2 separate regions of the Zea mays genome follow, and region 2 is linked to region 1. Evidence: chromatin contacts called from public Hi-C data. All regions are on one chromosome and are shown on one strand. Each heading gives the region's core, a stretch centred on a gene start, on an enhancer-like site or on the middle of the called end of the contact. The rest is flanking DNA. Distances are from core to core; before and after follow the strand shown. Region 1 holds the start of LOC100283424. Region 2 holds the start of LOC103637883.

The links. Hi-C and Micro-C count contacts between places; a contact is called where the count stands out from the background.
Region 2: a contact with region 1 is called in a Hi-C map of seedling, with 6 times the contacts expected there. The contact joins the promoter of LOC103637883 here to the promoter of LOC100283424 in region 1. A contact is called at or near these places in 5 of 25 Hi-C or Micro-C datasets (bundle sheath, leaf, seedling and 1 more) and 1 of 3 datasets of contacts at active chromatin or transcription factors (leaf).

The regions. Positions count from the first base shown.
Region 1 is chr9:8,913,354-8,920,677 of Zm-B73-REFERENCE-NAM-5.0, forward strand. LOC100283424 reads right to left here and starts at 5,202. Exons shown (of 1, transcript NM_001156325.2): 1 at 4,012-5,202. The coding sequence starts at 5,137. The coding sequence ends at 4,145. It also overlaps a transcript of LOC100282489 not described here.
Region 2 is chr9:9,204,774-9,211,449 of Zm-B73-REFERENCE-NAM-5.0, forward strand. LOC103637883 reads left to right here and starts at 3,544. Exons shown (of 7, transcript XM_008660903.4): 1 at 3,544-3,936; 2 at 4,971-5,028; 3 at 5,568-5,648; 4 at 5,778-5,813; 5 at 6,398-6,637. The coding sequence starts at 3,752.

The DNA of each region.
Region 1 (7,324 bases), core at 3,952-6,451:
AAAATCTTCTTAGTTCTCAATACAATGTCTAGGAATTATCTTTCTTTCAGGTCGAGTTTTTTATGCTGATGACTGGGTTGTATTAAGTAGTGTTTGTTTGGAGGGACTAGGAAGGATGGGACAGACCTAGCTCTAGTGGTGATTTGTTCAATTCAAGCCAGAGTCAAGAACGTCCCACTAGAAAATTGGTGGTTCATCCGGTCCAAGAACCAAGGATGGAATGGAACCATCCCACACCGACCTTCAGCGTGTTTGGTTTATGGACTAGAACCAAAGCTAGGTCTGTTCGGCATGGGTCGGCTCTGCGTGCATGTAGAGTCAGGTCGTCCGTCACTTCACCGATTCCTGGGAGTTGACGCATGGCATGGAATGACACCGCAAACAAAACACCATTCTGGCATTCTCAGCCGCGGTCTTTTAGGTTCGGATGGTTCTGGACCTAACGATACGGCAAACCAAGCACGCTGCACGCCACTTCCTAACCAAACACTATATTACAGTTGCAGTTCCAGTACATGCATGTTCGCTTGGCGAGCACAATTAGCGGGCGGCGCTAAGAGGATCTTCAAGAGACTAGCCAAATAACTCGTTAAGCTAAATTTTAGCTATTTAACAGTAAAATATCTCTTCAACAGACTAGTTATCTAACTCGTCAAGTCCTCTAGTCATTCCGACTAGCAAAGCTAACTAGTATATTGAAATAAGATGCTACATATAAATTATAATATCTGTGAAGAGTTAAATAGAGATTTATGAAGAATTAAATAGAGTCAAATAGAAAGTAAAAAATAAGAGTCCCTTGGAGATAGATGCTCTGACAATTTATTTATTTTATCTTCATTTTGTCGAAATTCATGTGGATTTTTTTTGTTTAGCATGAAGCATCGGTGTCGGTAGCATTGTGGAATTTATAGGAAATAAACCATGTTTAGGGTTGGTTTGGGAACTTGGGATTTTTATTTTTCCAAAAAAATAAAATAATTTTCTGTGGGAAAATAAAAATCACTTAGGAAAATAGAGTTTTCAAACTAGCTCTTATCTAATGGAAGAACCACTTTTGGTTGCTATGTACTAATGAAATCTGCGCTAGGTAGAATTTTGTTTGGTTGCCCATATGGAAAAGATTCTGGACCACATGGGACACTATCACTTTTAACAGACAACCAAACATGCACATGGTGCGTCCAAAAAGCTTGGTTAGGTGCTAGGACTATGTCCTACCATATTTTATATATCTCTTTATTACATAATCTTTTATTTTTTTTCTCTTCAACAACATCTTCTATATCCCATCTCTCTATGTTAAATACATATATTAGAATATTAGTGTTTTGCTCTGATTTTTGCGTGTCGATGGAGAAGAGAAAACCTCTCTATATTAAAGAATTATATTAAAAAAATAAAGAAGTGTTCTCTATATTTAATATAGGGTAGGAAACACCGCTGTTGGAGTCTGTCTAAGGCCCTAAGAACTGTTTACTTTGGATTATAATTTGTCAATCTAGCGTAAATAATCTAGCTAGTAAACAAACAACCAGATTATATAACCTATACTTCAGATTATCTCATAATGTCTTCAAGATTATCTTATTTGAGATTATTTTTGACAAAATATCCACTATTCATAATTATGTTAAAATTACACGGGCTACCATTCTTCTTTCCTCCCAAATCACACGTAACAAGGGCATTGTTGCATTTGTGCCTTAGAGATAAGTAATTTGCATTATAATCTAGACAGCCAAACAATTATGTGTAGATTATAATCTCGATAAATTATAATCTAGATTATATAATCTATAAGCTGAAATAAATAGGTTCTAAGGCTGTCTCCAATAAAATTCTTATCTCATTCTCTATTTTATACTTTATTTCAAACTCCAATTTAAAGTGTCATCTATTATATAAATCCTCAATTTACGTATGATTGGGTGCGGACAGTCTAAACCACCCAACGTCCCAACCAACCGGACTTGTAATGTGATATTTTTTAATGGAAAAGATTCTGAACCACATGGGAAGCTATCACTTTTTTTTAATAAAAAAGGTTCTGAACCACCTGGGATTGGGAACGAAAAATCGCATTGAAACTTGAGTGCCGTTTTTTATTGGCTATGTTTGGTTTCTTTAGTCTAGAGACTAAAGTTTAGTTAGATGACTAAAGTTTAGTCCCTAACATGTTTAGTTTTAAGAGCTAAAAATAGTAAAAATATACTAAATGATGACTCATAAGAAGACTAAAATGACCTTTAACATTCTCCTGCTATTAGTACAATTGAACTAAATGAGGGGTAAATGTGGAATTAATATGTTTAGTCCCTTTTAGCACATATGTGAAGGACTAAAGACTAAATCATTTTAGTCCATATTTTGGCGAAAAAAAAACTAAATAAGACTAAAAACTAGAGACTAATTTTTAATCCCTACAACCAAATACCCCCTAAGTCAACTCTCACCAACCCTCACCTGCAGGCTGCAGCAGCGATTTTCATATATCTTCATGAAGCCCCTCCGGCTGAAATTCGATCGCCTCGCTGTGTTGCACTGCTAGGTAGCCAGCTCGTTTCCTCCCCCAACCCAAATGGGCGACTCCACCGCCACCAACCCCTCCTCGCCGACCGCAGCCATGGATCCCGACTCCGAGGTCGTCTTCGACTTCCCGCCCTACCTCTGCCAGTACAAGAGCGGCCGCATCCACCGCCCCGGCGGCGCCCCCACCGTCCCAGCTGGCACGGACCCAGCCACCGGCGTCGTGTCCAAGGACATCCGCGCCGGCCCCGCCTCCGCGCGAGTCTACCTCCCTCCCGGCGCAGCCGGCAAGATCCCGGTGGTCGTCTACTTCCACGGCGGCGGGTTCGTGGTCGGCTCGCCGGCGCGGCCGGGCACGCACAACTACCTCAACGACCTGGTCGCCCGCTCGGGCGCCATCGGCGTGTCCGTCTACTACCGCCTCGCGCCGGAGCACAAGCTGCCCGCGGCGTACGACGACGCGTGGGCGGCGCTACGGTGGGCGGCGACGCTCGGCGGCGGCGAGGACCCGTGGCTGCTGGAGCACGCCGACCTGTCCCGCGTGTTCCTGGCGGGCTGCAGCGCCGGCGCCAACATCGCGCACAACACGGCCGTGCGGGCCTCCGCCGCCGGCGCGCTCCCCGACGGCGTGACCATCCGCGGGCTCGCCGTGGTGCACCCCTACTTCACGGGCAGCGAGGCCGTGGGCGGCGAGATAGCCTTCGGCCCCGAGATCCGGCCGTTCATGGACCGCACCTGGCGGTTCGTGGTCTCCGACACGGTGGGGCTGGACGACCCGCGCGTGAACCCGTTCGTGGACGACGCGGCGCGCAGGGCCTCCGCGGGGATCCCGTGCCAGCGCGTGCTGGTGTGCGTGGCCGAGAACGACTTCCTGCTCAAGGAGCGCGCGCTGTGGTACCACCGGGAGATCAAGGCCAGCGGGTACGCTGGCGAGGTCGAGCTGTTCGAGTCTAAGGGCGTCGGCCACGCGTTCCATTTCGACATGCTGGACTCGGAGCAGGGCGTCCAGCTCCAGGAGCGGATCGTGGCTTTCATCAACAAATGAGCACCACCGAGATGATGAATAAGAGTTTTTTATGCTATTTTAAATATATCATTTGGATACTTCAATTGTAATAGTACACCGAAAGTTGTTCGATTCCCGATCCCGAAATAATATATTCGTTCTGTACTTCTGTCGGATGCTCGAACTGTAAATGTAGGGCGTTTGATTCGGAGCATTCGGTCTTTTGGTTTAAACTTAATCTGGCATCCTACTTTTAGTTTTTGGCTAGTTTTTTGTATTACCTGAACACGTTATTAGTTTATTTTCTCAAAACTAGCCGAACAAATAGCCTGGTTATTTCTGTCGCTGTAAGAAGCTAGCAAAAATCTAAAACAAACAAGTAAAACAGGTTACAAATTTGCAATTCGGGAGACGGTATGGGTTCGTTTTCATTTCTTTTAAATTTAGACACATGACAAGTGCGGTGAGATAGATTTCGAAACTTCAATCAATTGATCTTAAGCAAACAAATAAGACCCTCATGGCCTCATGCTCAAACGCCTCCACATCTGGAAACGGTGAAATTATTCCATCTCAATCGCGTAGCAAGGCGCGCGCTCCGTCGCTCGCTCACTTGCGCAGGAAGCCGAGGACGCGCTCCTCCATCTCCCGCGCCCTGTCGCAGCGCGGGTTCATGCAGTAGAAGACGTGGCCCTCGCCCATGGACTCGAGCAGCTCCACCTCGCCAGGGTAGCCGCTGGCCTTGAGGCTCTCGTAGTACCAGACGCCCCTGTCCCTGAGGTCGTCCTTCTCGGCGACGCAGACGAGCACGCGCTCGGCGGCGACGCGCGCCGCGCTCCCGCCGGCGGCCTCCGAGAACGGGTTGGAGAGAGGGTCGTCGAGCCCGGGGGTGCCAGGGCACAGGAACCGCCAGAACGCGTCGGCCCGCGCCTTGCGCGCCTTCCCCGTCGTCCCCTCGTCGCCGATGTCCGCCGCGCCGCTGAAGTAGGGGTGCACTATCAGCAGCCCCCTGATCCGCATCCCGAGGCCGCCGCTCTTGTGCTGCTCACCGGCACGGACTGCTACGAAGTGAGCGATGGTGGCCCCCGCGCTGGCCCCGGCCAGGAACACGCGGGAGAAGTCGCCGTGCTCGGTTAGCCACGGCTCGGCGGCCGGTCCTCCTCCCGCGGCGGCGGAGGCGGAGGCGTGGGTGGCCACCCACTTGAGTCCCTCCCATGAGTCCTCGTAGGCGGCCGGGAGCGGGTGCTCCGGCGCGAGGCGGTACTCGAGCGCGACCGCGAGGACGCCGGCCTTGGCGACGAGCGCGTTGAGGTAGCCGTGCGTCATCGGGTCGGCCGCCGAGCCGATCACGTAGGCGCCGCCATGGTAGTAGACGACGACGGGGAGCTTCTTCCCGTGGCTGCCGGCGGGGAGGAAGAGGCGCGCCCAGAGGCCGGTGGCCGGGTCGACGACGACGTCCTTGGACACGACGCCCGTGGCCGGGTCGGTGCCGGCCGGGAGCGGGGCCAGGTTGAAGAACCGCTCGACGCGGCCGCTTTTGTACTGGCGGACGAGGGGTGGGAACTCCGCCTGCACTTCGGTGTCCGGGTCCGCCGCCGCCATGCCGTCGTGCCCGTCGACGTTCTTGGCGTTGGGGGCGTGGGTAGCTCGGACACGGCCACACGGGTGCTACTATGTAGTAGTGCGGAAGGAATCCCCGAACGGCGGACCAAACGGTTGGTGTAGTGGCGCACACGCGCAGTGAGCTGTGGGGACGGGCAGGAGCGGCAATGTTCTCGTTCTCGGGTTGGTGTGGAGTAGAGTCCTGCCCTGACGAATGAGTGAATGACAACGATTAGGTGAGTGGTGACCGACCGCTGAGACTCTATCGGACCCATCTGTCAGCGGTCGTGGACAGAAATGTACCATCTCATCGCTTGGTGGGTGGCCGGCCAAGCTTCTAGAAGACGATGAGCAGGTGGAGTCAGTCCAGTGCACCGTGACGCGTGCCTGACGTCGCAGTCGCCATGCGCCCATGCGGCGTGGCTTCAGTGTACGAGCCACTGCGACTTTTGAGCTTCAGTGTACGAGCCCCTGCGACTTTTGAGTACTCCCGTATTCAACTTAATCTATAAATTAGACAAGATTTAATCCTCTTATATTTAAATTTGTATAGAAAAAAATTAATTCACTTCAATCCTCATCAATCCACCTAATTAAATAAAAAAATACAAACATGCAAAAGTGTGGAGAGGATCTGTTGGGGACTTGTTCTCAAATACTATGAATTAAGAACAATGCAACATAGAATGTTAAATGCTAAAGCCCTTCATCCGCTGAAACATTACTTCCCCAAGGATTTAATGAACTTCGGACAAAGGTTATGAAAAATATATCACGAAGGTCACACCTTCGTGATCAAAGGTAAAACAATGCAAAATGAAATATAAAATATAAAATATTATAGAATGTCAAGAATAAAAAACATTATTCACTGATCTTAAATGTTAAAGCATTATATTTGAATGCATTTTATACCTTCGTTTTGGCAGAAAACAATAATTCCAGAGTGATGCGTTAGCAATTACAAGATTGCCCGAACAGTAAAGGAGTACTGTTCATCTATTTATAAGCACATGACGCAGCATGTAAGAAATTACAATCATGCCCCTTACAGAAGATTACAATTATGACTCAGACCCTTATGGACTAAAAAGTCATTCCATCTTTAAGTCGGTTCGATCCTTTGTCTTTGGATACGTTATAGTATCGAAGCTTCATGAACGGTAGCTTCGGTATCACGTATAAACAGATTTGTCGAAGGTGTTTCTTCTTGTAGGACCTTCGGCGACGAAGCATGGTCCCAACAGGATCTAAATTTTTATTTTCTGTATGCTGCCATAGTCCAAAGGTTATAGGATATAGACATATCCTCTCTATTTATAGTTATATGGGCTTTTCTGGACCAAGAAGTTTTTCTCAACATTCTCCCTTGGGCTAATGCCACAAGATGCTTATGTTCCAAAACTACTTAAAAACCGACAGGAAAAATTAAACAAAGATTATATAGTTCACGCTTGCTACATCACACGAATTGTCTCATAAAACTTGAGTAAGAAACTTCCATGAAAACTCACCTTACCACGGATCTCGCCCTCTTCCTTGACTGCACCTCTTCATTAGTGCTAACAGTTTACACCGACGTGAATTGGACGGGTTGTCCAAACACATGTAAGTCCACCTCAAGCAGGACGGGTTGTCCAAACACATGTAAGTCCACCTCAAGCTATGCTGTGTTCCTCAGCGATAATCTGATCTCTTGGTTCAACAAGCGGCAGACAACTCTTTCCCGCTCTAGCACAGAGGTTGAGTACCACGTCGTTGTTAATGGTGTTGCTGAGGCTTCGTGGCTGTGACAAATACTCAGAAAACTCAATCGACCTCTTTAGCGAGCCATCATTGTCTACTGCGATAACGTGAGTACCTCTCAACCAATCCGATGTAGCATCAGTGTACCAAACATGTCGAGATTGACCTCCACTTCGTCTAGGAGTCGTCGTTGGAGCCGTTCGTGTTATTCACGTACCAGTGACTTTGCAGTTCATCGATATCTTCATGAAGGGTCTGTCTTCCACGGTGTTCCTCGAGTTCCGATCCACAGCTTGAACGTCTCCTCCACCGACATTTCTGTTGTGGGGGTGTTAGCAATATGTAGTGCTATATGCAGATAGCTATGGCTCCTGATTTTCCTCCCGTGATTTCTCAATCAATCACCATTGATATCTCAATCAATCTAGGCTGGTGACCGGC
Region 2 (6,676 bases), core at 2,294-4,793, 290 kb after region 1:
GGCTTGGGGGCTGCTCTCGCGAACCCGGCTCCGGCCAAACCGTTGACAGTGTCAACATACCAGCCCGAGAACTCGGAACCTGACCATGCACCCGGGCTACGATCAGATCGCATGAGAGAACAACCAGACTGGCCGAGGCGTCACGAAAGGCGCTAAGACCTCAGAGGAGTGAAACCAATCCTCCGAGGCCTCGGGGGCTACACCCGGCGGGTGCGCTCGCGCGCACCCTCCTTGACCGTCCTCTCGCTCCGTGCAGAGGCTCGGGGGCTGCTCTCGCGAACCCGGCTCCGGCCAAACCGTTGACAGTGTCAACATACCAGCCCGAGAACTCGGAACCTGACCATGCACCCGGGCTACGATCAGATCGCATGAGAGAACAACCAGACTGGCCGAGGCATCACGAAAGGCGCTAAGACCTCAGAGGAGTGAAACCAATCCTCCGAGGCCTCGGGGGCTACACCCGGCGGGTGCGCTCGCGCGCACCCACCGGAACAGAATGTAACCGAGAAAGGCCGGTCCCCTCGCAAAAAAGTGCGATAAAGCCTCCAAGCGAGTACCAACACTCCCTTTGAGGCTCGGGGGCTACTGTCGGGGACCATAATTAGGGGTACCCCAAGACTCCTAAACTCGGCTGGTAATCACCATCAGCACAAGCTGCAAAGGCCTGATGGGCGCAACTCAGGTCAAGGCTCCGTCCACTCGAGGGACACGATCTCGCCTCGCCCGAGCCTAGCCTCGGGCAGGAACAGTAGACGCAGGTGGATTCACGCCTCACCCGAAGGCCTCCTCAAGCAACGGGCGCACCCTCGACTCACCCGAGGCCCAGCTCGGGCAGGCTTCGCAGTGAAGCAACCTTGGCCAGATCGCCCCGCCAACCGAACGTATCGCAGGAGCATTCAATGCAAGGATCGCTTGACACCTTATCCTGACCCGCGCTCCTCAGTCGAAAGGGCCAAAGTGACCGCAGTCACTTCGCCCTCCCACTGACTGACCTGACAGGAAAAACAACGTCGCCTGCCCTGCTCCGACTGCTGTGCCACCCGCCAGGGTGAAGCTGACAGCAGCCGAGTCCAGCCTCGGGCGCCATAGGAAGCTCCGCCTCGGCCGACCCCGGGGCTCGGCCCCCGCCTCGACCTCGGAAGACAGTCTCCGCTTCGCCCGACCCCAGGGCTCGGACTCAACCTCGACCTCGAAAGACGGTCTCCGCCTCGCCCGACCCGAGGACCCGGACTCAACCTCGACCTCGGAAGACGGTCTCCGCCTCGCCCGACCCCAGGGCTCGGACTCAGCCTCGACCTCGGAGGAGTCACCGCCTCGCGAGACCTTGGGCTCGGACCAACCACGTCACAGGGGGTACATCATTACCCTACTCCTAGCTAGCTCAGGCTACGGGGAACAAGACCGGCGTCCCATCTGGCTCGCCCCGGTAAACAAGTAATGATGGCATCCCGCGTGCTCCCATGACGACGGCGGTTCTTAGCCCCCTACGGAAGCAAGGAGACGTCAGCAAGGACTCGACAGTTGTGCTTCTACAGGGCTCAAGCACTCCTCCGACGGCCACGACATCACATGAACAGGGCACTAACACCTCTCCGACAGCCACGTCGGCATGTACATAGGGCTCTGGCTCCTCTCTGCTAGACACGTTAGCACATTGCTACACTCCCCATTGTACACCTGGACCCTCTCCTTACATCTATAAAAGGAAGGTCCAAGGCCCTCGTACAAAAAGGTGGCCGCGCGGGAGGACGGGCTGACGAACGAGGCTCTCTCCCTCTCTCGCGAACGCTTGTAACCCCCTACTGCAAGCGCATCCGCCCTGGGCGCAGGATAACACGAAGCCGCGGTTTTCCCCCTTGTGTTCCATCTCGCGCCGACCCATCTGGGCTGGGATACGCAGCGACAATTTACTCGTCGGTCCAGGGACCCCTCCGGGGTCGAAACGCCGACATTAACGAGCCAACTCGTGAGCTAAACGAGCTATCAAATTTCACCAAAACAAAACTATATGCATATCATTTATGTAACAATTGATAAACATATTATATGTATGTGTGGTGTTTATGGCCTATAAGTTAAACTAGTTGTTGATGAATTATGTCTATGTGTTAAATTGGTCCATGCGAACATATGTGTGGGCTAAACTGATAAACATGTGTGTGGATAAGGAATAGATGAGTGATGAATTGTGTTAATTTGATGTTAATTGATGCGGCCTTTAAAATTATGAGTATAATTACTATTTTCTATTGTTAAACTAGTTTAAAATTAACGAGAAATTGATTATATATATATATTATTTTTTCGTGTTCTGGCTCACGAGCTAAACGAGCTAGCTCGAGGTAACCGAACCGAGCCGAGCCGAGCTAATTCTATATCTCATTAACTTAACGAGTCGAATCAAGCTAATTCGTTAACGAGCTAGTTCGATATCGAGCCCTAGGCCCACGAGCTCTCCCTTCCCTTTGTTTAGCGCGTACAGGGCGGCGCTACAGCCGCAGCGCTAGACGGTAAAGGTCCCCTTGCATGGTTTTACCTGCACGTCAATATTTATTAGATAGAGAAAAAATGATAATGATTCAAAAGTATGGATATAAGATGGTATTTTATGGTTTTAGTGAGATATAAAGGGAATATTTAGAGGGAACCGTTGTGTGACATAAAAAATAGACGTGGAATTTTGACGACGTGGCTGGCATAAAAGTAGGGATATAGAGGAGAAAATTTAGAAAGAACTGATGCGAACAATCTTATACCATAAATATGTTTTAACTATTTTAGAGCTTGTTCAGTTAGAGATGGATCACTTCAAACCGAACAAGCTTTTAGGGTTTAGTTTGAGTACTCTAGTATTGACTTCAATCCACATATGTTGAGGTGGATTGGGATATAATCCGTCTCAACACATGTGGATTAAGATCAATATTAGAGTACCCAAAATTACACCCTATCCATCTCAACACATGTGGATTGAGGTCAATATTAGTGTATCCAAACAAAGCTAGAAAGTGTTTGGTTCCATCCAATTAAAGTTGAGTCCCTGTCATATCAAATAGTTGAATGAAAACATTAGGTATTAAATATAGTTACTAAACCCTAAACCCTATAATTATAAAACTAATGAAGATTAAAAGACGAAACACATTTATTAAATCAAATTAAACTTATATTAATACTTGTAATTAATATTTAAATATTTGATGTGACATGAAAACTTTAGACATGAACCGAACATCCCAGTTAGGCTATCTACAATAAGTCATCTATTTCATCTCATATCTCATTCCTTATTTTAAACTTCACTATACAAACAGTATCAAATAATATTATCTATAATTACACGTCCCTTTTTTACGCTGCCTACCAGTGAACTTGTGATGACTCGACCGATTTTGTATTTATGCTGATTTTATATGGTTTTTACTGTAACGATTTTTATACCAGTCGGATGGAAAATTAGAGTGTTTGGTAGTCCGTAGAAAAAATACAAACAAACCGGGCACTCTTTACACCGCGGCACGGCGTACAAGCAAACTCCGAAACCACAGAAAAATGGGCGCTCGAGTAATCCTCGAAAAAGAAAACAAAATCCGCAACAAACCAAACGCGTTCCCGTCTGGCCGTCGCCGTCTCCTCCACCCCTCACCTCCTTCTCTCAACCAGAACAACCAAGTGAAACCGCGCAAACCCTTGCTCCGATCCCCCTCTCCTCGGTCTCCTCGACGGAAGTAGTAGAGCAGGGGCCGAGGCCATGTGGCCCGGCTGCGGTGGGCGGTTCTACTGGGCGCCGGAATCGGCGCCGCCGGGGCAAGCGAGGGGTGTCGCGGTCTTGTTCGCGTGGGTGTGGAGCGACGAGGCGCAGCTGCGGCCGTTCGTTGAGCTGTACTCCTCGCTCGGGTGGCGCTGCCTCGTCTGCCACCCCGACCTCGTCGCGCTGTGAGTGCCGCCTTGCCGTTACTCATTTGGACTTATGGAGGCGCGCGGATGTAGCTCTATAGCTTCTACTTGTATCCTGACCTGCCTCTGCGGATATACCTATGCCTGGGTTTAATTTCAGAGATTGCTTACTAGTTTGTGCCTGCAGAAATCGCGAGGCAGGAAGATTTAGGTTTGGCCACTTATTTTATTTTTGCGGCAAGCAGATTGGTTCGGCATGGTACTTAGCTGAGTTGTGTTAAAGTTTGGCAACTCCCTTTAGATTAATCACTGGGTGTTAATATCCCTAGTCTTAAGGTTGATATATTTGTGCAGTTTTTACTGTTTGCTCTGTATTGATGTCATTTTAGCAATCCCTTCTGTTTGGCTTTTAGTCATGGTCGTCTTAGTTAAGTTACTGATTACAGGATGACAAAGATGTTTTGATTGTGGTAATTAGGATTAAATCATTGCATTTCAAGGTTTGACTAATTTTCAAATACTTTACAAAGCATAGAGAATGTGTTGTAATGTTATAACTCCTGTTGATCTTCAGCCATAAGTTCCTATCATTGATCCAACATGTCCTTATCCCTTTTTCACTTCTTTTGCTTTTATGTGTTGACAGAGGCTAAAATCATATATGCATGGGTTCAATATGTAGCTGGGTCTATCCAAACATTTTTGGTGCTTCAATAACGTGCAGCTGAATGCTGGAAGCTTTATAATTATTTTTGTAACCAATTTGAACGCAATAGAACAATTCTGATTGAATAGCACCAGCGTGCTGATTATCATCATATTAGTGCTCAAGCTAGAAGGGTTTTATCGGCAGCATTTAATTCACAGGTGGAGCGGGAAACTTTTCCCATGGACCTTTAAGCAATAATGCAATGCATAGGGTTTTTTACATATTTAGAAATGGCACCTGTTGAACCTTACTTCGAATATGGTACAGGTGTTCTAAAGTGCAGTGTTTCAATATGGTTGCTTGCATGATTGGGCCCCTTTATAAATCTGATCATGGTACTGTACTAATTCCTATCCTCTTCCAGATATCTCTCTGAGAAAGCAACATCTCTGGCAACTGGTGTTATTAGTGAGCTGGTTAAGGTAAGTATTTTTTCTCCCTTATTATTGTGCTTACAAATATCACACAATATATTAAGTGGACAGAAATTCTGTTAAAGGGTGGGGAAATTAAAACTGCATGCTTCTTGTTTATTTAGCCAGTAACAGTACTTTATTAGGCCTTTCCCTGTATTCACACCATTGTGTAATGCACTAGGCAATGTCTCTTTTAACTCTTTGTTATCATTTGTACTCAACCTGAACCTGTGCTTACACAGAAAATTTGTAGGTGATGAGATCCTTAGAATGCAAGCACATTATGAATTATATAATTATTTTATCTTATTATGTCACATTTCTTTTGTACCATCCTTTCATTTTGTCACCTCTAGCTCTATGTTACCTTACTACTGATTGAGAACTGAACTACTTGCATGTTTGTATATGATACCTCTCAATTCTGATCTGTTTAAGCTGTTGGGAAATAGGAGTCCTGAATCTAGATAGTCATCATTCTACTTAATTTTTCTGTACTACTTTACATAATTCTCCCTTGGAATAACATGAAATGCTGGTTTCAGGAACTGAGAGTAAAACCTGTGCCAACTGTTCTTGCTTCCTTTTCTGGTGGCTCAAAAGGGTGCATGTACAAGGTTATTCAGGTGCATGAGTTATAAGTAAATTTCTTTTATGATTTAACCTTAACTGCCATTTGTAAATCTTTTGCATTTTCTAATGAAAAAGAAATCACTTGTCCCAGTTGAAATGACTGATTTTTTTGGATTTTCCAGTTACTAGCTGGAATATGTGAAGGAGATGCAACCATGGTATGTGATGCTTTTCTTCTCATTCATTGATTTCAACATACATTTCTATCAATAAAAGTAGGCAAAGACATTGTAACCTATGAACAAATCTTAATATTTTGAACTATATTCAGGACACGTGGAGACTAAGTAACAAGGTAACAGTGTATCAGTGGTCATATGGATTAGGTACCGCTAGGCTATAGTTTCTTTCAGTTGTTTAGCGTGACGAACTTTTCTTTGCTTGAATATGTTGAATGTTTTCTTTGTCCTTCATCAGCGATAACCCCTTCCTTAAATGTTAACTTCGTACTTTCTAAGCTGTACCTTCATCTAGTATGTAGTTCTGTGTTCATGGTTTATATCAGGAGCAATGATGGATTTTGTGAAGTCCATTTTCATCGTTATATTTGTCAGTCATCATCTTGGATTTATCTTGAGATAAAATATTTACTGTGTATGTTTGATTAGTTTGTTCAACTAACCTAGATCTGCTTGTTATTAATATATGTGGTTCACCACTGGGTTTGGATTAGCTATTTTGGCTACTGCTCTTAATTTCTTGGCTAAGATGTTGAGTTTGACATAAATTTTTCACTGTGCAGAAGGATTATCGGTTAGTGAGAAACTGTATCTGCGGGCAAATTTATGACTCTAGCCCTGTAGATTTTGTCAGTGATGTGGGCACCCAGTTTCTCCAAAAGCCTGCTGTTGGAAATTTATCTCAGTCAACTATATTACGTTCATGGATGGCAAAGGTTCTAGCTTCTGGCATGGATACTCTCTTCCCAAGCAGGATTGAAGCTCAGCGTGCAGAGTACTGGCACACACTATACTCAGCAGCAGTAAGCTCTGTTTTATCTGTGATATCTATCATGTACCAT